Regions from separate parts of the Mus musculus genome. Here all the other regions are linked to region 5. A link is a contact called in public promoter capture Hi-C data. All regions are on one chromosome and are shown on one strand. The core of a region is the stretch at or near the end of the contact, and the rest is flanking DNA. Distances in the headings are between cores, read along the strand shown.

Region 1 (4,544 bases), core at 723-3,222, 900 kb before region 5:
CAAAACCTTGTATTCTGGCTGCATGGGGTGGAACACAAATGTAATCTCAGCTAAGTGAGGAAGATCCAAGTTTGAGGCCAGCAAGACCCTATCTCCTAACAGAGAGAGGCAGGGGGTGGGGGTGGAGAGAGATCAATTTCACAAGAAAAGGGCAATGCCTGAACCCACTGTACTATAATCCTTGGCCCAGCTCCTCACTTCCCCAGGATCAGAGCCAACTTCTCCATGTCGTAATTCATGAAGTCAAATAGTCATTCTAAGATGCCCTGAGGCCCCAACCAAATTAAATGTGAAGGCCTCTGGGAAAATTAGAAGTGATCCCACAAATTGGACTCTGAACCCCCAAAGAACCGAATACAGACCCTTGGCAAGAGCATTTGAGACATGAAGCTCAAATGTGAGGTACTGCACTCAGTCCAAGTTTCTGGCTGGAGGAAGCCTTAGTGGCCACCTAGTTCAGATCAGAGAACAAGTTGAGGCCAAGAAAAAAGTGAGAGGTTACACTCTCACCTTGACATTCATATCTGTGAATTCACTGACTATAAACTGACCCTTTCAGGAAACAAATAGGAATGGAATCTGAGGCCATTCTGATCCTACTTACATCATCTTCCAACAGAGTCCACTGTCTTTAATTCATTGCATTTGTTTTAAAGGTATGTTTGTGTGTGTGTGTGTGTGTGTGTGTGTGTGTGTGTAGTGTGTGTGTGTGTGTGTATATATATATATATATATATATGTGTGTGTGTGTGTGTGTGTAGTGTGTGTGTGTGTGTATATATATATATGTGTGTGTGTGTGTGTGTGTATGTATATGTATATATATGAATGTATGTGTGTGTGTATATATACTGTATGTGTGTGAACATACATAGTATATATGTGTGTGTATATATGTGTGAATATGTATGTGTATATATTTATATAGTGTGTGTATATATGTGTATACATGTATGTGTGTGTGCACACAAACATGTGTGCCCGTCATGGGGCACATGTGGCAGTCAGGGGGCAGCTTTTCAAAAGTCAGTTCTTTCCTTCCATGGTAGGTTCTGAAGGTAGAATTCAGGTGACCAGGCTCACTCAGCAATTGCTATTACTGCTGAGCCATCCTGTGGACCCCTGGAGATGTACTTTTCTATCTTCTAGTTTTCAAAAGCCAGTGGTTGCAGCGTATAATCATCAGTCTGATTCTTTTCTAAAATGTTCATCAGCTTATCTCAGTGTCTCCCCACCTGCTCTGACAACTTTCCTCCAGAGATGCTCAGCAGGGGCTGGAATTCTTTGAGTAACCAAGTGAAATTATCAGTTTACTTGAACTTCAAAGGCATGAGGTAAGCCTAACGCTACGTCTCATTTCCAGAGCACAACCTGCCTAGGGGGTGGGGTCGGAAATGATGCCTGAACTAGAGGGCACAGGGTCATGAGTGGCGAGCGTGATAGTCAGGCCTGTGGTTATCACTTTGAAAGCAAGTCCTCTCGGCGCAAAGTACAAAAAGTGATGGGCGGATAGTAGAGGGATCCAGCGCCATGGTCAGGGGCCCCAGAAAAGCCGGAGAGCGGGAAGATCGGTGCCAGCAGGTGGGAAAGCTCCCTGGGCAAAATCTAACGGCTTAGCTTGAGCTGCAGCAGGCTTTGAAGCCCTAGAGGAAAGGGCAGCAGGCCTTGGAGGTCCGACAGACTGGGCAATCACGGGTACTTCTTCGCGGGAAGGTGTTGCCCGAGATGCCCCCAGGGTCGTCCCGGGGCGGCAGCTCCAGGGCTCTGCCTCACCTGGGGCCCGGCCACCGCGCTCTCAGTCTCTGCCCTCGCAGCCCGGGCGCAGCTCGCCAGCACCACGAACCCGGATGGGAGGCTGGGTGCAGCCTCCAATAGGGCGGCCTTCACGGACGTGGTGCCCAAGTCGATACCGAGAGTGACAGGTCGCGAAGCCATGGCAGTGGTGACAGCACAGCTCGGTGGCTTGAACCGCACGCCGGGGAACACTTCACTCTGGAGGGCAGTAAGGGGGCGGAGCTTCCTTGTCAATCTTTTAACCACTTCTATTGGTCGAGGAAAGCAAACACCACGCGCTCCCCACAGCGGCCTCCGGTGATAGGTGGAGAGACGACAGAAGGCGGGATCTATTGGTCAGAGGTTCCGGGACAGTGCCTGGGGTCCCAGGGTCTTCACCAGGGAGCACAGGGCTTCAAGGAGACAACAGAGACTTCGAGAACCCTGCTTCCCCTACAAGAGACTAGATCGCCCCTCACATCCGAGCCCCTGTCCCTGCCAAGGTGCCTATGCTCTTCCGCCCTTCCACCCTTCCCTCACCCCTACCAAGCGTTATCCTCCTGTATTCGTGAAAACTACAACTTCCAGAGCTCCTTGCACAGGGCTCGCGGCTTCAAGTCAGGTGGTTCAGGTCAGGTGACAGCTGGCCCCTCTTTCACACAAAGTCGGCGGAGCTCAGAGAGTCCTTACACTCCTAAGCGGTTTCTGGTGCGAGATTGTTGCTTTTGGTGAGGTCTGTCCACCAAGCCTGGGAAGCTGTCAGGTGAGAACCATCGCGACCGGGACAGCTACCCCCTTTTCTGGTATGACACCACCCACCCCAACAGACATTAGCCCCGCACCTCAGAGGGGCAACCTACGCTACCAGAGGGGCAGCGCCTGGGTTTCTAGCTTCTGGCCCCAACCCAGGCCCGCACATCTCTAGGTTTTAGGGCCAGGGTGTTGGTGAGCAAAAGCACGGACACCGACTGACAGCTGGTGTTGGTGGCACTATTCAGTATGTGGCGCCGCCTGAATCTGGCTTAGGAATGTGCAGGTAGGTAACTTGGGGTTGGGGGTAAATTCTGCTAGGACCATTCCAGGAGCTCGTGTTGATTCTCCCAGAGAATGAGAGGGTACCTGGATCTTGCCTTTTTCAATAATATTGAGGAAAATAACAATCTATGCTCTGTGAGAGCTTGCTGGGAGCCCTGGGTGGTAATAGTAATAACATTACCTCATTGTTTCTCAACTTTTTGTTATCTTACCAATCCACCTCAAACTTTTAATACAGCTGGTAAGCTCTATTTTTTTTTATTATGACGTTTGGGAGAGAGATAAGCAATTATTACAGCTATTTTTTCAGACCTCCAGAGCCTATTTTAGCCCCTTTGAGAATGTATGCCTTGTATTTCATCTCACTATAATCCTGTGGTGTAACTACCACTGTCCCTGTTTCCCCATTAAGAAACATAGGTTAATAAGTATTCCAGAATCATACAAGTAAATGGGAAACCTGGGACCTAGATAGTTCATCTCCAGGGAACATATTCCTTGTCCAATCTGTACTATCCCTTGAGGAATGTGGGTCTCCCCACTCTCATGGATTATGGCCAATTAGGTCCACGGGGGACAGGGGGCAGTGGGAGCAGAGACAAAGAGTGGTGGGCATGGTTTTGGAAGCCCTGTGAGTGGGTATGGTGAATGACCACTCCAAGACGAGCTTATAAAGTTTGGGGGACTGAAGGTAGGAACATCCAGGATAGTCAAAGGTCATTGGCTGAGGGCTTGAGGTACTGAAATGCCCCATTAGCATGGGGAAGCATTTCGGGAATCTCAGGTGCTCACCGAACAGGTTCTTATGAAAAGGAAGGGAATTGATCCTTAGGAAGGAATCTTGCTAAGGCTATGTGACAGTCATCAGGTAGAGGCCTGTGTTGGGGCTTCGAATTCCCCAGACAAGGTCAGAGGATGAGAAGTTCCACTTATGCCGAACCCATGGGCTATGCAGTCATGGTGGACCTCCACCTTAATTAACAGTTTTCCCACAGAGGAAGCTCCAGGTTATGGACCAAGAGCAGGACTACCTCAGACACCTGACTAAGGGAAGCTGCCACAGGAGATCTCTTGTGGGGGATAGTAGAGGCTCTTAAAAGTGTGCCATCTGATTGAGGTGTAGAAGATGGTAAACACACACACACACACACACACCAGAAGATGGGCATGGCAAGTCTTGTAACTTTGTCTTGTAACTTTTTACAAGCCTAGTTGTGTGTTTGACCAACTGATCTTTTTAGCATAGTAGGCGCCATCGGTTCTAGGTTTCTCCTTCAGAGATGCCTTAGCCTTTAGCACTGGGGAACATTTTGCTGACAGAGTGTTTGAGTTTCACTTGGAAGCAGTCCATATCTTCCAAGAAGTGATATTCATTTGTTTGTTTATTATATAGCATTCTGCCTACATGTATGCCTGCAGGCCAAAAGAGGACATCAGATCTCATTACAGATGGTTGTGAGCCATCATGTAGGTGCTGGAAATTGAACTCAGGACCTCTGGAAGAACAGCCAGTGCTCTGAACCTCTGAGACATCTCTCTAGCCTAAGGTGTTTTTTGTTTTTGTTTTTGTTTTTGTTTTAAGAGAACACTGCCAGTGTTGGTTGGTTGGTTGGTTGGTTGGTTGGTTTTCCTGTTAACTGGCTACAGAAAGCAGCTGAGGGAAAAGTGCAGGCTGTGTTCACATCCTCGGAGTAGGACTTTACACAACCCACGCAGCTGCTCCGAGTGGCTTTGCC
Region 2 (4,977 bases), core at 260-2,759, 750 kb before region 5:
CTCCACAATACCTGTCTTTCTGACTTCTGTTCTCGTGCTTAAGACAATCCAACATTTCTCCAACAAAACAATCCTGTTTCCATCTCTAAGACTTCTGAGCTTGCTGTCCTCCCCGCTAGGAATTACTCCCTTCCAACTGACATGGTCGGCCCCTTTTTGTCATTTGGGGTTCAAGTTGAATCTAACTATCTCAAGGGACTTTCCTGTGCATCCCAACACACACCAACTGCTTCACATCCCTCCTGGCCACTGTGCTTTTTATCCTATTAACAGGGTGTGTGTGTGTGTGTGTGTGTGTGTGTGTGTGTGTGTGTGTGTTTGTTTTTGTAGCACTTAATACAAAAGGGAACTATTTACTTGTCTCCCCTACTAGGGCAACACCAAGAGGGAGTTCGCTCTTAAGCACCTAGGATTACACCAGCACACAGAGAGGTGTGTGATATAAACATGTTAAACTGACTGAATGGATAACACCTGACCTATACACTATCCACTATAACCTATAGATGTTGTCACCAAAGGTATTGTCATTTGTCATCACTACCTTAGCCTTCACTCATAACTTCAAATGTAAAACCAAGCTGCTATCATGTAATTAAAGGAGGGGGCGCAGGGAGTTCACGTTGTATGTGAAAACCGAGCTATCCAGGCCTCAGACCAGCTTTAAGAAGGGGCATGTGACTACCAAACCACAGGCAAAACACTCCTCAGACCCACTGTGGTTAAAGAAAGATCAAATGTCACTGTGTGTCAGAAGCTGGGACCACCGAGAGTAGACGCAGTGAAGGTGCGGGGACGTGAGGACCCTCATCCACAATACCAACACACGAGTGTCTGCTGTTTGACAGGTCTAGCCCTCCCAAGCGAAGAGAGCTGGTTTAAGTGACACCAACTCGGCCGGGGAAGGAGGACCCACCAGGAGACCTGGATGCCGGCGGCACCTAACACTTTCTTTGAGGGCTGATTCAGGTTCTGTTCCCGCCCGCGGCTCCTTTTTATCTCCAACCAAACACAGCTGATTCCGTTCGGGGCCACCGAGGGGCAGCGAGAGGGGTGTCCCCAACTCTCTCCGAGATCCCCCGCCTCTCCAGCGCTCTCTGCACCCATTTCCGGGCGCCCCGGCGTCCTTTCTCTCTGGCGCTCTCCGGGTCATGCGCGGCCCCCGCCTTTCGGCGCTCGCGCCCCTTTCCCGCGTTCCCGGACTTGCGCCAGTGCCGCCGTCCGCCACCTTCCCTGACTCTCCAGGGACACCCGCCCGGCGACCTCCTCAGCCCCCGCCCCTCTCGCCCGTACCGGGAGCAGTTCCTTTAGGGAGCGCCGCACCGGCACGATTTCCAGCTCGCCTTCTTCCACTTCCATGGGCTCCGGCTCGCCACGCTCCAAACCGGACTCCACCTCGGGCGACGGAAGCCCCAAAGCCGGCCCAGCGGGGGCCTCCGCCTTCACAGACACTCGCAGGCCGCGGACGGCCGCCATAGCTGCCAGCCGGCCGCACCACCGAAAGCCCGCCCCTCACTCCCGCCGCCTAGAGCGCCGTCGCCGATGACCACAGAGGAGCACCGCTATCACCTAGAGCGTCGTCTGTTTCTACCAGAAAGCTGTCCTTATCTCTGGCGCCCCCTTGGTGACCTAGGAACCTGGGGCCGGCTTGGGGCGGGACTTCGCGGGGTAGGGGGCGGGACGAAGCAGTGATGGAGGTGGAGCGTCGTCTGAGGTTCCAAAATACCTGCACTTTGAGGACTATACTTCTAAGAACTGCTGAGCGGTTACCGCGATCTATCATCTAGGCAATCTGAGCGTTTACAAAGTTATTTCCGTAGTAAGCTTTGGCTCTGTCAAGTCTTCCAGTAATTGAGCCATATTATGTGGTCAAAATTTTAAACTAGGGCCCAGTGTAGGGGTTACATGCCTATAATCCCAGCAGTCAGGAGTCAGAGGCAGGCACATCTCTAAGTTCCAGGCCATCCAGGGATCCAAGGTAAAACCCTGCCTACATTTAAACTGGAAAGGGATGGTACACGATTGTATTCCCAGCACTTGGGAGATAGAGGCAGGAGGACTAGGGGCTGAAGGTTATCCCCCAATTACACCAAGGGGCAATTGCTAGTTTGAGGCCAGCCTAAACTACAGAAGATCCTATCTTAAAAGGGGAAGAGGGGTGCTTCAAGATCACAGTGACCTACCCAAAGGGCAGAACCAGAGCTTAGACCCATTTTGTCACTTCTGGGAGCTCTACTCATCAGAGACTCACAAGCAAGATTTCCTGCAAATGTTCCTAGTAAGAGTCTGGCTGGGAAAGAGGAAAGGCTTGTTCAGACTTGAAGAAGGGACTTCTTGTCTGTCATGAGTCCTGATTTTGTGTCTCCTCCTGTGTCATATTTAGTTAGCCCTTTCTAGACCTATCTCCCAATCTGAACCAGGAATAGGTAAGACCATATATCTGAGCCCCTAAAAATCTTTTCAGAGAAAGGCAAATCATTCTAAAACAGAAAAAAAAATCACAAGACTCAGATACACTAGGTCACTTTGGGCATGGCACGGAACCTCAGTTCCTTCATCAGAACATAGAACAGTGACACACCTCCACAGAAGAATATAAGGACCGAATGAGCTAGTTATGTGCGGCTGTAAGATCCAAAAGAGGTGATACTGTACATCCAAGCTTTTCTTGAAATGGGTCTGTACCATGGGACAAACAAGATGGAATTCCTTAGAATGGTACCATCAATTGATTGCAATGCAAAGTACAAAATTGGGTTAAAACAATGGATTGTATTTTCTTTTCTCCTGTTCCCCTTCCTTTCTTTCCTTCCGTTTTTCTTTTGCTGTATTAACAATGCAACCCAGAGACTTGAGCATGCTAACAAAGCCCTTTACCAGTGAGCTTTACCCCAGCCCTCTTGTTTTGAGACAGAGTCTTGCTATGTAGCACTGGCTGGCCCACTACTTGCTTTGTAGCTGAGAATGATCTTAAACTCCTAATCCTCCTACCTCTGCCTCCTGCGTGATGGGCTTATAGGCATGTACCACCATGCCTGGCTCCCTAGTGTGTGTTTTATAGAACTGTTTGTGTTTGGGATAGCCAGCTGTGGGTGACAGTCATGAACCCCACCATTACACTATCTTTCTAGGCCTGTGGAGTAGGAGGTAGGAGAAACAAAAGCAGTTAATTACTTAGCCACACAGGCCTCTCTACCTCCTAAAGAGACTTGCAGCTTGAGGATTCAATTCAGAGGGATTTGAAATTACAGTGCAAAGAGGCCTTGGGGCACCCACAGGAGGGGGTGGTTATCAGGCAGTCAACGCTTAAGTTCCCAGGCTGCTACCAGACAGCCCTATACCTTTCTCCTGACTTGGTCCTAACTGTAAGTGACTATTCCTGGTTGTCAACCTGACTATATCTGGAATGAACTACAGTCCAGATTGGAAGGCTTACCTGTGATCAGATCTTGAGGCTGGGAGACACATGTTTCTGACCTGGATCTTGGCATGGAGATCTTGAGTCATTGTGACCATGAGAAGCTTAGGCTCAGATGAGGTAGTACACGCTTTTAATCCCTGGAGACTGAGACAAGGAGATCTCCGAGTTCAAGGTCAGCCTAGGACAAGCAAGTCCCAGATCCAGCAGTGGTGATACACCCCTTTAATCTGGGCCACATCTGCTGGAGGCTCACATGAGGACATTGGAAGAAGGAAGATTCACTCTTCTTTGCCTGCTCGCCCTGTGGGACTGAGCAACTGCTAGATCCTTGGACTTCCATTCACAGCTGCTGCTGACCATTGCTGGGGAGTTGGACTCCAGACTGTAAGTCATCAACAAATTCCCTTACTGTATAGAGACTACCCATAAGTTCTAAGACTCTGGAGAGCCCTGACTAATACACCCAACTTGCTTCTTCTGCCATCCTGTCCACAGTGCAGCCCAATGAGGTGAAACCACAGGGAATTTAGGAGGTGGTAAAGAATTTTCAAAAAGTTACAGTTAGTAGGGCTGGAGAGATGGCTCACCTGGTAAAATCCCTGCAGTGCAAGGACCTGATTCTAAATCCTCAGCACTTGTGTAAAAGCTTGGCAAAGTGACAGCCATCTACCCCAAGTGTTGGAGAAGCAGTGACAGGCAGATCCCTGAACCCACTGGCCAAATCTGGTAGTCCAGATTCACTGAGAGACCCTGTCTCAAAAACTAAGTGAAGATAGATCAGTGGTTACAAGTATACAATGCTCCTTCAGAGGACCTAAGTGTCTAAAATAATAATAAAGAGGAGGAGGCTGGAGAGAGATGGCTCAGTGGTTAGGAGTACATATGCTCTTGCAAAGGACCCAAGTTCAGTCTCCAGCATCCATATCAGGCAGCTCACAACCGCCTACACTCCAGGAGATCTTACACCCTCTCCTGGCCGCTGAGTGAACTGTACTTACATAATCAAGGAAGATATACATCAACCACTGCGTACCCACATGGACACATACATACACCATACTTACATATAAGCACACTCACATACAGTCAGAGCTGAGCACGGTTGCTTACACCTGTAGTTTTGGCTGAAGCAGGATGATCACCAGGATGGCAGGGCTATCCTGAGCTATAGAACACTATCCTTCCTCTCACCCCTAAGAAAAGGTAAAATAAAAACTCAAAATTAAATATATATATATACTTTTCAAATATAAAATAAAGACATGGGCTGTGTGTGCGCCTACTTTAACTGAGTTCTTACCCAGCAGCCACAAAGTCCTGGCTCAATCCCCAGCACAGAATAAACTAGGCATGAGAGCACACAGCTGTAAGCTCAGCACTCAAACAAAAGGTTAAGAGGCAGGAGAATCAGAGCAAGTTTAAGGTCAGCTTGGAACACAGCAGAGCCCGGCCCCTCCCAGTGTCAAATCTCACTGTTCATTAAAACTACCGGTGGCAGAGGAAAGTTGCATTCTGTATCGCTCTGACCACGTGACCTTCCAGTAAGTGGCTGGTCG
Region 3 (5,071 bases), core at 2,201-4,700, 700 kb before region 5:
CCCAGGTTCAATTCCCAGCACCCACATGAAAGCTCACAACTACTCCAAGATCTGTCACAGACAAACATGCAGGCAAAACACTGATAAACATAAAATAAAAATAATTCCTTTCAGGGTTTGGAGAGATGGTTCAGTGGTTAAGATTACTGATTGTTCTTCCAAAGGTCCTGAGTTCAATTCCCAGCAACCACATGGTGGCTCACAAACATCTGTAATGGGATCTGATGCCTTCTTATGGTGTGTCTGAAGTCAGTGACAGTGTACTCATATACATAAAATAAACTAATCTTTAAAAAATAATGATTACTTTCTTAAAAAAGTTAATTAAAAGGGTGGATATTATTTGAAGTCAGTCTCATGCAAGTTCCAGTCACCAAACAAAACATTCAACCAGAGCCAGACATGGTAGCTCACACATGTATTCTTAGCACTTGGGTTGCAGAGACAGAGGCAGATATCTGTGAGTTTGAAGCCAGAACGAAGTGAGTTCCAGAAGAGCCAGGGCTATGTAGAGAGACCTTGTCTCAAAAATCAAACAAACACAAAATCCAGCTGTCCCCCAACCCCCCACCCCTTGACTGGGTCTCACTGTGTAACCCTGGCTGCCTTAGAGTCTTACAACTCACTATGTAGATCAAGCTTGCCTCAAGCTCACAGAGATCCACCTACTTCTAACTAGCTAGGGTTAAACTCGTACTTCCATACCTGGCCAGTCTAGCCCACTTAAACCCACCTAACGAAGTTTTTACCCTGTGTCCCCTCTGCTTTCCAGCAGGAACGGCTAGACCAGTCTGTCTCATAGCCCAATCCCTCCAACTGGAGCATTTCACCTGTGACATCACCTTAACCCAGGCCAGCAGAGTCTCCATCTTCCAGGGCTTCTTCCCCACTTGCCTTGAATGTACAGGAAGAACATGACCAATAGAGTCCAAAGCCTTAACTTTCCTCCTCTGAGCCTGTTCCAGATCTTGGCATCTCAGCCTCTTGTCTGTTGTCTGCCTGCCTGCCTGCCTGCCTGCCTGCCTGCCTGCCTGCCTGCCTGCCTGCCTAAGTCTAAGGCCACTTTCATCAGAACTGTGTTCCAATGCTTGACTTTGTGTCCCTCTCCACCTCCATGCTGCCCGTCCCCAATGTGGGCTTCACCTTGTCTGGTGCCCAGAGACTGACTCTCTCGTCCCCCCCACCCCCGACTTCCCTGCAGCCCCCACAGGACCAGACAAACATCTAGGAAAGAGGAGGATCCTTATAGCGAAGCCCTTTCCCTTCACAAGGAAAGGTCCTCTCCAACCGCTGTCCTATGTAACAGTGGAGCAAGGCTCAGGAGTTTAACCTGCAGGAGTCATTGTAGCATCTGGCAGTGGCCAGATGAGGGCGACAGAGACAGTAGGTGCCATTGCTGGAGCTAGTAAGCGCCCTAGTTAGTGGGCAGAGAAGCCTGGGTTTGGGGACCTGAAGACCTTGCCTTTGGCTCTGCTGTGTGAACTGGGAATTTTAGCAAGACTAGTTGCATCCCTCACCTCTGATACCCCCACCCTCACACCAACAAGAAACATTTGAAACATTTGAAAATGATAGACCATTTCAGGCCAGAAGAAAGGAAAGAGGGATGGGGTAAGGTTCCTGTCACAGGAGGTATAGATCAGGGCTAAGGGGCAGTAGGGACAGTAGACTATCCCTTTTGTTCTGTCCCTGTGACAGTCAGACACTGCTCCTAGCCACAGTTCTGAAAATAAAGTAGAGAGCCCCTGGGGCCTGAGTAGGGACAACCATTTTGATCTCCCCAAGTGAGAAACAGGCTGGGCTTGAGTAGTGACTTCTCCTTCCTGAGGAACTAGCAAATAATTAATGGTGGACGTTTACGCCCCTCTTGTGCTCAGCAGGAGGCTACTGGTACCCATCAGAAAGTTTCCTGGAAACTTTGTAGGGAGTGGGAAATGAGGAGACAGAGCAAAGGTTCAGGGTTGATTTGCCTAGTGACCTAGAAATTCCAGGGCTCCTCTATGGGCCTTAGTCTTCCTCTTAAGCTTGACCAACTTGATTTGTGACCAAGACATAGCCTGAAATGCAGCTGAAGGATCCTGGCTTTGGCTGCACCTGACTAGCTCTGAATCTTAGGGCATCAGTGAGCAGAAGAAAGGCTACTCTAGGAACTAGATACTCCCAAGAGGCTAGTACCACATGAGTAACTCTTTGGGCTCTTAGTCCCAGTCCCCCCAAATGGGGATTTGCAGAGCCCTCAGAACCACACAACACAGGCAGGCAGGGGTACTGGGCGTTCTCAGGCTCCCATTAGGACCCAACCCTTTTACTGATCTCATAGCCTCTAGAGGCTCTTTTTAGTGTGACTGTAAGTAAGCATGATGCTCCTGACATGTGACACTTCTGGTACCCAGCTACCTCAGACCCAGGGCAGACAGAGACACAGCTGTAAGCTTGCGTAGCCAACCAGGTATATAAAACCACCGGTACATGGCTAAATATATAGGACATGGGCAGTCATAGAATACCATGTTAGCCCACACAACACACATGCAAACACAAGATCCTGCCTGGCCTGCTAGCCTTTGCATGGTTCCCAGGCTAGCCAGATAGCTGAAGGAGACCTGTGCTGCTCTGACCCTGTGCCAGGGAAGGAGATGTCACACTTGGGAATGGAGACTACTTCCTGCTCTGTGTCTCCATCAAGATGCTAAGTGTTCAGAATCCAATTGTCTTTTAGTCCCCCAGGGACCTGGATTTCCCAGGTTGTCCTTTGTTCTGACTGGAGAGACGGGAACAGAGCCTATGTTCTGGCGAGTAAAATGAGGCATTGCTTTGTTTCAGTTGCATGAGGAAAGTTGGAGGTGAAAAGGGCTCTTGCAGGGCGTGCCACTCACTCACTAGAAGGGGCCTTTTACAATGTCCTCAGGACCCACAATGGTGTTGCCCCTTGGTCACCATGCACCCAGAGTAGCGTGTCCTATCCTGCATTGGTGTCTCCATCTTGACAGTAGGTTAACAGGGCCTATTCCTTCTTAAGGCATGGAGGCTCACCAGGAGAGCTTTCCAGTGCTTGGAGAGATGAAGGGTACCCCAGAGCTCTGAGGATTGGCACATGTAGAAGACTGGTGCCCAAAGGTGTTGGGAGGGGGACTTAGACTCACCCAATGACGTAGACCAGAACCACCAACTGGATCAGACGGAAAATGACTCCCACCTTCTTGTTTCGTACCAGCACCATCCGGGGAGTGTCATACTCAAAGAAGAAGGCTGACAGCTCATCCTGCAGCCGCCGAGCCATGGTGGGCCAGAAGGGGCTCAGAGACAAGCCCCCCGCACGGCCTCTGTGGTCAAGGGCAGGCTAGCATCTGTGTCTACAGAGAGAGCAGTGGAGTGGCTGGAGGCTTCCCAGCCCCTTAAGAACAGAGCAGGCCAAGTGGGGCCAGAGTTGGAGGTTCGTTGGTGGGATCTGGGTTAGGAGGGAAAAACCCAGGGTGATCAGAGCAGCTTTTGACTGCTGGCAGGCAGTGGAGTACCGGCCAGTGGTGCCCCGTGAAATAAATTCCCAAAGATAGACAGAGGCGGAGCCAGTGAGGCCACCCAGGCCCAGCCCCACTACCCCTCAAGGCTCCGCCTGGGCCCTGCTGGGCCTCCGGAAACAGGAGCTGCTCTCCGGAAACCACCATGGCCACCAGCCACAGGGCCAGAGATAAAGCTACTGGCTACCCCCACTCCAGGAACCTGACAGGACAGAACTGAAGGGTCTCGCCAGGACAATCCCTCAACACTCTACCTCCATCCCCACCCCCACAGTCTCAGAGTAGACAGTTCAGTCCTGGGGACCTGCAGGAAGATGAACAGAACTGATGTCAAGTCCTGTAGCCTAGAGCTACCCTTGGACACTCCCTCTTCGTCAGTCCCTTCAAGTCCAAGCTTGGTCTATACCCATTAACTTCAGCCTCAGGCTGGCATCTCTATCTGCAACCTTGCTCTCCCTCTGTCTGACCTGCTTGACTGTACTCCTGACACCACTCCCATCCCATCCTTACCACCAGAACAGACAGGGAGGTAGACATCTAGACGAGACTAGGGTCACCTATCCCTAGGGAGTTCTGAGACCCAGCTTGGAAAGCCTGATATTAGGCAGTTGTGTCACTTGTTGAGGGCTTGGGGGCATTGTCTGGCTTTTCTAAGTCTGCTTCTTGTAAAGTGGGACAACATAACACTTTCCCCAGAGTGAAGAAGCCCTTGGGGGACGGTCCCAGAAACCTCCAGGACAGAGAACTAAAATACACTGTTGAATTAGGGTTCAGGTCCAATACAACCCTTGCCTTCCTCAATAGTAAAGCAGACCCTGAGCATAGGGTCCCAAGAACCTGATCAGGCTGGCTCACACTGTGCACCTAGGGTCAGAGGGAAGCATTCTCACCCTGGCCTACTAGAAGAACCAGCCTGAAGCACAGGTCTCCTTGGTAACCTTCACTGCTCTGCACCCCCGGCCAAGCCGACCCACGCTGAGTGCTGATAAGGAATCTTCTTCCTCATGAGCTACTAACAGGGAGCGAATGGCCCCTGGGCCTGGCACCGAACCCTTATGCAAACTGGGCTGCTTTCTGCATGTCCCCTCCCAGCACCCAGGACCAGCCCCAACCTCTTGAATAGAAAACACACACACACACACACACACACACACACACACACACTGACATTCCAGTAGGAACTCTCTCAACTGTCTGACGCCACTGAGCCAGGGTGGTGGGAACCACATCCTTCGCTTTTTTTTTCCTAAGGAGTCAGAGCTTCAGCAGGCTCTGTGACCTTACCCTGACCCCAAACAAAAGGGCATGTCCCTCTCCCAGCTGACTTCACGTGCAGCTGTTACAGCAGTAGGCCCAGAAATGAATTGTGTGTGATAGGAATGGGTGGGTGCTAAGACTGAGCCATCTCTGTGCCCGCCCCGACGATGCTTACGCCATATTCTAGAGAGGGACCTGCTCCAATTGAGGGAGAAGAGAAAGGATGGAGAGAAGAAAGGAAAAGGAAGGCAGTCATTGTCCAGTATGTTGCTTCATGCCACAGCCGCCCTCTCCCA
Region 4 (4,674 bases), core at 1,169-3,668, 860 kb before region 5:
CTGGTGTATTTGAAGACAACTACAGTGTACTCATATATATTAAAATAAATAAATCTTTTTAAAAGATAAACAAAAACAATAGCAAACAAGCAAAGCCAGCAAGCACTCCTAACCATCCAGACTTCACAACTTCACTCTGGCCCCTAAAAAGATAAGACTTTGAAAATGAGGTGATCTGTGTCACAGGGAGGCTAGCACAGAGCAAAAGCTCCATGCACACAAATTACTAACTCGTAGTTAGCTATCATCCAGCTTAACCATTCTTGGTGAAGCTGGGGAAAGCAGTCAAAGGGGTCAAAGGAGGAAGAAGCCAGTGCCCTGTCATGCCATGAATGATGGCATGCTGGCTCTCGCAGGGAGTCACGAAGGTGTCAACCATTTCCTCATTTCTGGGGCAGAGATGGAGAGCCTGGATCCTAAACTGTCCCATTTACAAGGAACTCTGAAAACGGTGTGGGTTTTTTGTTTTGTTTTGTCGTTGGTGGTGGTGGTGATGGTGGTTTTCAAGACAGTCTCTCTGTGTAAGAACCTTGTCTGTTCTGGAACTTGGCTTTGTAAATCATGCTGTTGCTGAACTGTCAGAGAGATCCGCCCACCTCTGCCTTTTTTTTTTTGTTTTTGTTTTTTGTTTTTTGTTTGTTTGTTTGTTGTTTGGTTTTTCGAGACAGGGTTTCTCTGTATAGCCCTGGCTGTCATGGAACTCACTCTGTAGACCAGGCTGGCCTCAAACTCAGAAATCTGCCTGCCTCTGCCTCCCAAGTGCTGGGATTAAAGGCGTGTGCCACCACTGCCCGGCTTTCACCTCTGCCTCTTGAGTGCTGGGATTAAAAGTGTTTGCCACCACTCGTGGCTCGAAAGTTGTGGTTCTTGAGCACACCTTCCATTTTAGCAGAGAAATGCTGCTCTAGTGCAAAACAAGAAGCAAACATTCAGCATTCGTCTACTCATTTCATACAGATTGCCAAGTGAAATGACATCACAGTGTGACATCACCTCATGGCATCCCCAGACTTCAGGGAGTCAGAAATAGACATTGAGCAAACAACCAATCAAAATGACTTATGGAAGTGCCAGGGAGGGAGAGAGAGGGAGAAATCAAATCTGGATAAGGAAGGATGTTGAAGGAAAACTGGGTGGCCAAGGAACAGCAGTCCAAAGGCCCTGAGGTAGGATACTGCCAAGTGCCTTGGAGCTAAAATTCAGGAAACACTAAGAACACAGCCATTACCCACACTCTGTGCCATTATCACAGCACTCCAGAGGTAAAGGAAGGAGGATATCTGAGTTTGAGGTCAGCCTGCTCTACTGACCAGTTCCAGGATAACCAGGGCTGCACAGAGAAACCCTGCCTGGGAGAGGGGCAGGAGAAGCCATTAGAAAGCAGCAAGGCTAGGCCAGGACTGCCCCCCACCCCCACCCAGGAGCATAATTGCACATCATTTAATGAGGAAAGGAAAGTGAATCGCAGCTGTCCACCGTGGCTGCCTTCCTCTTTTCACCTGTGCCCTCTTTTCTTCCTAGGAGCAAGGGAGACCTCTGACCAAGCTGTTAAATCCCCATCAAACTGCCCGTGGGCTGGTAGGCTTATAGCCTGCTAGATGAGATGGCAATAAGGGAAAACAGTAGAGCATCTGGACGCTGGAATGGCTGCCCCCCTGATTCCCGTGAGCTAACCCTGAGTTCCAGAACATGCCAATCCCATGAGTTGGCCCAACCAAGAGTAAGCCAGTAATGCTCAATGCTTATAAATAACCTGCTGGGTGCCTGGGCCAGCTGTCAAGCTGGACACAGGGAGGCCTCTGGGGGGCAGCTGAAGCCCAGTGTCCTGGCATCCCTGCCTCCTGGTCATGGCTGTAACACTGGAAGCTCCAGTACTGGGAGAAGGAGCTCCTACAGACAGCTTCCAACCAAGGTATCCAGTTGCCGCCGCCCACGTTTAACAAGTCAGTGTCCCCTTTTTACTTTCCCATCCTTACATCCACGGGCTTTAAGGCTGACTCCCCCAAGGCCCCTGTGTCTACACCTTCCCTGCCCCATGTACCCTTGTTTCAAAAAAGTGCCCAAGAACTCACATGAGTAAGTACAACAGGATGGTGAGCTGCAGCACCCGGTAGAGCAGCCCCACCTTCTTGCTCTTGGCGACCACGAACTTTGCTGTCTTGTAGTCGAACAGAGACAACACGAACCCCTTCCAGGCCGCCTGGCCCATGCCTCCAGCTCACTTTGGCCACCGCCGCCGCCTCCCGCTGCCCGGCAGCCAACCGAGCACTCTGTGTGCGCTGCCGCAGTCCCGGGGCGCGCGGCTCCAAAGGGCATGAGCTGGAGAGCAGACGCGCAGACCCGGGCGCGAGCACAGCGCGGCCAGGAGGATCCTGCTGCCGCGGAGAGCCTGACTGCGGCGAGCGCCCAGCCTGGGATGAGGCCGCCTCCGCTGACACGGTGACACCACCGGGCTGTGCCTCCAGCCACTGGCTGTGTGCGGAGGCGAGGAAGAAGGGGAAGGTGCTTTCCAAGGCGTCTCGCCCGCCCCTACCTCCTCCCACGGGACTCGCTCGAAAGGAACCCCGTGGGGAAATAGAGGCAGAATCCGGAAGGGACCCACAGTGCAGGAAGTAAAGGAGGAGGGATAGACAGTAATGACTGTTTTCCCTGTTGTCCTGGCCTCGCTACTCATGCTGTCAGGCAGATGTATAGGTAGGTCCCTGGCTGCCTGTGTGTGCTGTAATCAAGGGGCTTTTCCACCGCTTCTATGGCTGCGGATTTAAACCCTACAAATTTCTAGGGTCAGGGATCAGAGGTCCTAGTCAGGTACTGCGGGGTAGGGAGAGCTAGGCTAGGGCACCAAGGCGTGGGATCCTAACATATGTCTAGAGTATGAATAGTTCCCAAAGAAAAGGAGCCCAATGCCATCGTCTGGGTCTGATCCAACATAGGAGGGAGAAGAGATACCTGGAGCTGCGCTTTGGAACTTGTTATGGGCTGCCGTAGGTTGTCTGTGGTGAGGAACTGTAGGATGAGAGAGGATGTAGGATCCCATTCCTGTGGTATGGGTCGGGTCGTCTATACGCAGTGAGAGGCTGTGTGGTGAGCAGTTACAGGGCTCTATATATGTATACTGATGGGCTATATGTGGTGAGGGGCTGTGTGGTGATCGGCTGTGTTTGTACTGAGGGGTTGGGTGTGGTGAGAGTCCATGTGCCAGGGACTGCGGGGTGAGGAGCCATGCACACTAACTTTCTGCATCACACCACCTCTGCTCCCGACCCTGGCCCTCTTGCCCAATAGGAAGTTCACTCTCTGAAACGACAGACTCCAGAAGTTGGAAGAAACGCTTAAGTCCTCCAGGTATAATCTTCTACAAAAAAATAGAAGTTTCAGGAAACAGGTCCCCAGTTTTGCAACACGAAGGAATGACTGTTTTGGTTTGTTTGGCTGTTTGTTTGGTTTGGTTTGTTTATTTTAAATAAAGGCAAATTCCTGGGCTTTGCCCTTGGATTTCCCATTCATTCTAGGAAAGGGCATAGAGTTCTGCATTCTGTTCCTAAAGTGTCATTTGGAAACAATGTGTTGTTATAACTTTTCAAACTCAACCTAACCAGTTCCTCAAAAAGGCTTATTTTCATACATCCTACCCCCACTCCAATCACCTCTGCCCAGCACTTTTTTTTTTTTAATATGGGGTTTCTCTGTGTAACCTTGGCTGTCCTGGAACTCGCTCTATAGAGCAGGCTGTCCTAGAACTCAGAAATCCGCCTGCTTTTACCTCCCAAGTGCTGGGATCAAAGGCGTGCTTCACTCTGCCAGGCTATCTGCAGAGCACTTTAAGTACCTGAGATGACTTCATTTAACTTGCATACTGTACCCCCAGACAAGACCAGAAGACCAAGAGGTTGGAAGCCTTGCTTTGGATAATCCTATGTCCTGGGCCCAGCAACATGCTTGCTACTTGCTAGTTCTGTGTATTTACCATTTAACTAAACAGGCTTGCTTTCTTTTAAGCATATTAGGACCTGCCATCAGGTCCCAGTCACAACCCTGGAAGCTGAAGGCGTCCTATTTTCTGCCAGCCTCCACCCCAGTCTTCCCCTCCTGTGGCTCTCTAATAGCTGAAGGGGAATGGAGCAATCTCACACCCTTGAAGATGCCCATCACCCGAAGTTCTGCTCCAGCATAAGGAGGTGAAGTGGGAAGGTGGATGTTTGCAGCTGGAGAGCTGGTAAGAACCTCCAGTTACGTCTAATCTCTGAGGAATACTCTGAGGAATACTTGCCCGTAAAGGATCTCATAGCCCCCACAGCACAGCTGCCTGAAACATCAAGATGGTGTCATAGAAACAGAGATATCACATCTGACGATCTTGCCCTGATAAAAGCTTCGTCTGGAGCAATGATAGTCACTGAAAATCGCCCTCGGAGAGAATAGTGCTTCTCTTCCTATTGCTGAGGAGCCAGCAAAGTACACAGCCCTTCTAGGGCAACCTCGGCGTCAAGTAGCGGCCTCGCTGTACCTGCACTCTTTGGTTAAAAAGACTGAAGATGGGCTGGAGAGATGGCTCAGTGGTTAAGAGCACTGACTGCTCTTCTGAAGGTCCTGAGTTCAAATCCCAGCAACCACATGGTGGCTCACAACCATCTGGATTGAGATCAGATGCCCTCTTCTGGTGTGTCTGAAGAC
Region 5 (4,883 bases), core at 2,195-4,694:
TAACCCCCCCCCCCCCGCCTCTTGTTTTCCCTGATTAAGTCACTGAAGACTGCTGCAGACACACAAGAAGGCTACTCCAGTTTAGTGGAAACACACAGAATAGACACACCTCCCCTGTGCAGTCAAGGGTTCTACTTCTTGCATCCTGCCCAGGAGACTGTCTAGCCCTGGAAGCTGCCCTCTCCCTCTCCAGCTTCTCTCTGCTGCTCACCTTCCTCAGGCCTGCCCTTTGCACTCAGACACATGGCTTTGTGCTGAGACAGTACTTGGAGTGTGATGGGCTGGTTGCAGTGTGGACAATGCTCTGTCCGGCTGCCACAGTGGGACTCATGGACATCCAGATTGCTAAGCTGCACGGCCAGCTCACAGAACTTGCACTTGGCAGGGTGCTGTTGGCTTTCCTTGGTCTGTGGGAAGATGGAGGACATAGACCCAACCTCTAAGGGAACTGAAGTCAATCAAAGAAAATATTGGCAAGGGTCAGAGGCACAGAGTGTCCTTGGGGATTATGAACTCCTTAGACTCATTATTCTAGTTTATTTTCTGTTGCTGTGATAAACATCATGACCAAAAGCAACTTGGGGAGAAAAGGGTTTATTTCATTTTATACTTCAACACCACAGTCTACCATTGAGGGCCAGGACAGGAACTCAAGGAAGGAACCTGGAGGTAGGAATTGAAGCAGAGACCATGGGGGAGTTGCTGCTTACTGGCTTGTTTGGCTTGTTTTCTTTACAATCCAGGACCACCTGGCACAGTGGACTGGGATTTCTCAATTCAGTTATTTATCAGGCAATTGCCTGGAGATGCACCCACAGGACAATCTGATGGAATTCTTCAACCGAGATTCCCTCTTCCCAGGTGTCCACAGCCCATGTCAAATTAGCAGAAATTAACTCATGGATGGTGGAAATCTCCTCTGTCAAGCATGTACATATGTATGTAAGTATGTTTGCATGTATGTATGTTTGTATGTATACATGCATATATGCAAGAATATATTCAGATGCAGATGAATCTGCATCTTTCGGGTAGGATAGTCCTTCATCATTCTCCTGGCCTCTCAGGTGGGGAGATAATGGTGGTGGTGGGAATTTTTATGACTAGCCTCTCTGTCTTTCAACCAGGTTATCCTATTTGCCTATAGAGAAGAATTCACTCCTACTCCAGAAAGGGAGGGCTTGCACAAGCTGCTGACATAGTCCAAACTACTCAAACTGTTCTGGCTAGTTTTATATCAACTTGACTGAAGTGTTTGTTGGGTCAGCTTGAATCTAAATGGATGCCTGAACTTGATTCTCAGAAAGATAAAGCCGCAAGAGACTGACTCAAAAAGGTAGGAAAGAAGACTGAGATGGGCCCTCCTGCCTCCTCCTTACAAGTCTCTGAAGAACAGTTAGCCTTTCTTTATATGGATCCTTTGTTCTGCCAGACCCATAGTCTTGGGGTAGCAAGAAGAAAGGGAGAAACTAGGGACAGCCTCAGGGTAACACAAACAAAAAACAGAGGCCAAACATGGAGGGGCTAAATAACTTACCCACCAGGCCAGGGAAGGCTGGACTCCAGTTGTTGACCCCCCAGGCCTCTGCCCCACCTGCCCACCTGCTCACCTGCTGGTGCACAACTTCCATGTGCTCTTTCATCTTTGACTCTGGGATGGGCTCTTCACATTCTGGGCAAAGGACTATGAAGCGCAGGCAGTGGGCCTCGTGGAGCATGAAGTGGAGAGAGGCCACATTTCTTTTGCTTCAGGATAAAGTGGGGGTGGGGGAGAAAGAAAGGCACAGTGTCTTAGCATAAGACATGACGCCTTGTTGCATACCTGGGGTAAGCTCTTTCCAGGCCTGCGGCCTGGGGAAAACAGTGATGATGCTGATGATGCATTCCTATGCCTGCCAGTGCTGGTGAAACAGATAAGCTCGCCATCAGAAAATAGGTGTGAGGGCACTGTGCCTGGGAGAGGGGGAGGAAGAGGGTACCAGGGCAACAGGCAACTTTCAAGATTGATGATAGATTTCATTTCCTAGATTGTAAGATGGTTTCACAAATAAGTACTGTGTATCAAGATGTATATTTCAAACATGTACAAGTTAGCTAGGGCTGTTGGCACAGGGGTTCAGGAGCCTGAGTCAGGAAGATGGCTAGTTTAAGGCTTATCTGTGCTTATAGAGTAAGTTCAAGATCAGCCTAGGCAACTTAGTGATACTCTGTGTCAAAAGGAAAGGGAAAAACAGAGCCAGGGATAACGCAGCTCAGAGTGCTTGGCTGCTCTGTGCAATGCCCTAGGCTCAGTGCCTGGAACGACTCCTCAGCATCACCCCACAGAGACAGGGTTGGGGGAGGTAAAGTTCTATCCTTTTCCAGTTATCTCCTAGAAAGGCCATCACGAGAACAAGGGAGCACAGCAGTGCAGCTCTGCCCTGACCACACCTCAGACCCTCCAAGGGTTTCCCAACTCTCAAGAGCAAAAGTCCATCCACCACGCTGTCTCCCGTCCCTGGGCTCCCTTGCAGCTACCCAGAGAGCATCTGAGATGCAGGGGAGTCTTGTAGGGCAGGGTGTCCTCCTCTGATAGGCTCATCACCAGGAACGCTGCCAACCCATTCCATCTGCTCATGCTCACGGCAGCTCGGGAGAAAGGAAACAGGCTGTATCCTTAAAGGACCAATTGTTCAGGCCCTGTGATCTGGCTCATGGCCTCCAATTGTTCAGGCCCCTGTGATCTGGTTCATGGCCTCACTGCTGTTAGCCTGATCCAGCTGTCCCCACAACCGCACAGAATGACGTCCTTTGCTCTGTTTGCCCTCTCTGTTTTGCCTGCCTCCATACTCCATAGACCAGAGATCCTGAAAGGTGAAGTGGAACAAAGATCTCTGTGGAGCTTTACCCCAGTTACTGCAACAGGTGGGGTCTGCTGAGGAACCAGCTCTTTTTACTTGGAGGTGTGGTCCTTGCCTCCTGCTCAGCCCTCCATGTTCTATCTCCCAGCTCCTTTGTCAGGCGGAGGACAGGAATAACCCTGGAACATCTCTCAAAGGGTCCTCTCACAGATGGGTGGGAAGACCACGATGCCCCCCACCCCTGCTACGGATCTAAGCTCTGACAGGAATAGCCTGCTAGGGACCAGTCCCTCCATACTTCATGGCTAAAACTAGCCAGCCTGAAATACCCAAGCTAAGAGGGAACAGTGATATTGAGGTACCACTGAGCACTCTACTTAGAGATTTGGAACCTCTTCACTCCAGAGGTTCCAGTCCCCTTCGGCTTGCCCTCTGGTGTTGTACTTCATCCCCATCACTTCAGAATTTGTTTGCTCTGCCCTGCCCCTCTGTCTGGCCAGCCCTGGAGAAAATGCCTTCTTACCAGTTCCTGCACACTTGGAAGTCAGCCTCCATGGTCAAGCTTCCTGCAGTGCTTCTGTGGAGTTTCGTTTCTTTGCACACAGGAAAACAAAACTGAAAGTGTTTGCCCAGCCTGACTCACAGCGGCAGGGAGGAGACTTCAAAAATTCTCAGCTCAGGGCGGTTCCCAGATCCTGGCAGCTAGACACTCCCAGAAGGCCATTCTGCAGCATGGGCTAGTCCTCTGTCATGCCCCTTGTCCTGTGCAGCCTCTGTGCTACCGTGACTGTGACCTCCAGGGTGGGCGTTAGCTGTCGGGTTTCCTCTGGGCAGCACAACAATTCCTCCCTTTCTCCCCCTCCCTCCCTGACTGGCTTTGTTTCCATGGGGTCCCTGCCCACTTCTCAACCTGTGACTGACTCCTACTGTTTCTGTCTGGTCTCTCCTGAGATGCTAAGCTTGAGTCTGCTCTCTGAAGAAGAAGCTCCTGCAAGCTCTGTACCCCTGTGTGGGTTCCAGTTTGTGGTGACTTTGAAAACAAAGTCTGTGAGGAACTGAGCAGGGGGTTCTGGGTGCTGGATGCTCAGGCTACAGGGTTTGGGGCAAGTCTTGGGAATGGCCAGGGATAACTGTGTTGTGTCTCCTGAGGTTGTCCTCTGCTGGGAAACAAAACAAAGCAAACAATAATGGCAAACAATAATGTAAGCCAAGATGACAGAAACCATGAGGAGGTCTTGCTATCCCATGCTCACTGGTAAAATCGAGCAGCAAGGGGCTGAATAACCTGCACAGAAGTTCCCAGGTAACGTGGTCCAAGGTGTGACCCTTCTGCCACAGGCACGGAGCTGGAGGAGCTGTGCTCAGATCCAGACAAGATAACCAATTGGGAGCTTGAGTCACCTCAGCCTTCTGGATACTGTCTCCTGGCTGACCGGGTTACACTGGAGCTCCCAGGCAACTTTAAGGTCCAGGTGCTCCTAGAATTTGCATGCAAAACTGCTGCTGTGTCAGTATATGTTTGTTCCAGCGAGGTGCCACAGCCTCAGGCAGTTACCCAACAAGGCTAGCTGACCTCATGAGGTTCAAAGAAAACAAATTGTGTTAAAGGCAGCCCATGTCCAAAATTATCACAGTGCAAAATGATGGAAGTCAGTCGATTTGCTGGTTTCCTGTGTTCATTCCACCACCACCACCCCCCTTCCAAGGAAGAAACAGGGCGTCATTAGATAAATGAAAATGATCAAAGGGTTTTGGAGTAGAGGTAGCGGTATGGCACTTGCCTACCATGCATAAGGCTTTGGGGTTAGGATCTAACACACACACACACACACACACACACACACACACACACACACAGACACACACACACACACACACACATCACAAAGTATATCTCAGTGACAACTGATACATTCACAAATACAGCCGTGTACGGAATAATGATGTTTCTGTCAGCAGTGCAACTGTACATAGCACAGTAGCCATATAAGATTACACCTGAAGAACTGCAGAAGTCTTGTCACCCAGTGATGCTACACACAG

The links. Promoter capture Hi-C pulls out the DNA fragments that hold promoters and counts their contacts. Capture Hi-C pulls out chosen DNA fragments and counts their contacts.
Region 1: a promoter capture Hi-C map of liver shows a contact between it and region 5, with 5 times the contacts expected there. The contact joins the promoter of Shpk here to the promoter of Xaf1 in region 5. A contact is called at or near these places in 1 of 39 promoter capture datasets (liver), 2 of 484 Hi-C or Micro-C datasets (CD4 T cells and CD8 T cells) and 1 of 9 other capture datasets (liver).
Region 2: a contact with region 5 is called in a promoter capture Hi-C map of pre-B cells, with 2.5 times the contacts expected there. The contact joins the promoter of Ncbp3 here to the promoter of Xaf1 in region 5. A contact is called at or near these places in 5 of 39 promoter capture datasets (the 3T3-L1 cell line, the C10 cell line, liver and 2 more).
Region 3: a promoter capture Hi-C map of liver shows a contact between it and region 5, with 2.1 times the contacts expected there. The contact joins the promoter of P2rx1 here to the promoter of Xaf1 in region 5. A contact is called at or near these places in 2 of 39 promoter capture datasets (the 3T3-L1 cell line and liver).
Region 4: a promoter capture Hi-C map of embryonic stem cells shows a contact between it and region 5, with 2.1 times the contacts expected there. The contact joins the promoter of P2rx5 here to the promoter of Xaf1 in region 5. A contact is called at or near these places in 3 of 39 promoter capture datasets (embryonic stem cells and liver) and 1 of 9 other capture datasets (liver).

What each region holds. Positions count from the first base shown.
Region 1 is chr11:73,196,910-73,201,453 of GRCm38.p6, reverse strand. It overlaps Shpk (sedoheptulokinase), which reads right to left and starts at 1,972. Exons shown (of 7, transcript NM_029031.3): 1 at 1,774-1,972. The coding sequence starts at 1,935. Ctns (cystinosis, nephropathic) reads left to right here and starts at 2,435. Exons shown (of 11, transcript NM_031251.4): 1 at 2,435-2,536.
Region 2 is chr11:73,044,399-73,049,375 of GRCm38.p6, reverse strand. Ncbp3 (nuclear cap binding subunit 3) reads right to left here and starts at 1,509. Exons shown (of 13, transcript NM_025818.3): 1 at 1,294-1,509. The coding sequence starts at 1,476.
Region 3 is chr11:72,997,524-73,002,594 of GRCm38.p6, reverse strand. It overlaps P2rx1 (purinergic receptor P2X, ligand-gated ion channel, 1), which reads right to left and starts at 3,450. Exons shown (of 12, transcript NM_008771.3): 1 at 3,144-3,450. The coding sequence starts at 3,280.
Region 4 is chr11:73,158,132-73,162,805 of GRCm38.p6, reverse strand. P2rx5 (purinergic receptor P2X, ligand-gated ion channel, 5) reads right to left here and starts at 2,418. Exons shown (of 13, transcript NM_033321.4): 1 at 2,073-2,418. The coding sequence starts at 2,209. Gm35001 (a long non-coding RNA gene) reads left to right here and starts at 2,596. Exons shown (of 3, transcript XR_388840.2): 1 at 2,596-2,694; 2 at 3,286-3,345; 3 at 4,000-4,608.
Region 5 is chr11:72,300,190-72,305,072 of GRCm38.p6, reverse strand. Xaf1 (XIAP associated factor 1) reads right to left here and starts at 3,444. Exons shown (of 6, transcript NM_001037713.4): 1 at 3,364-3,444; 2 at 1,611-1,746; 3 at 212-407. The coding sequence starts at 3,395.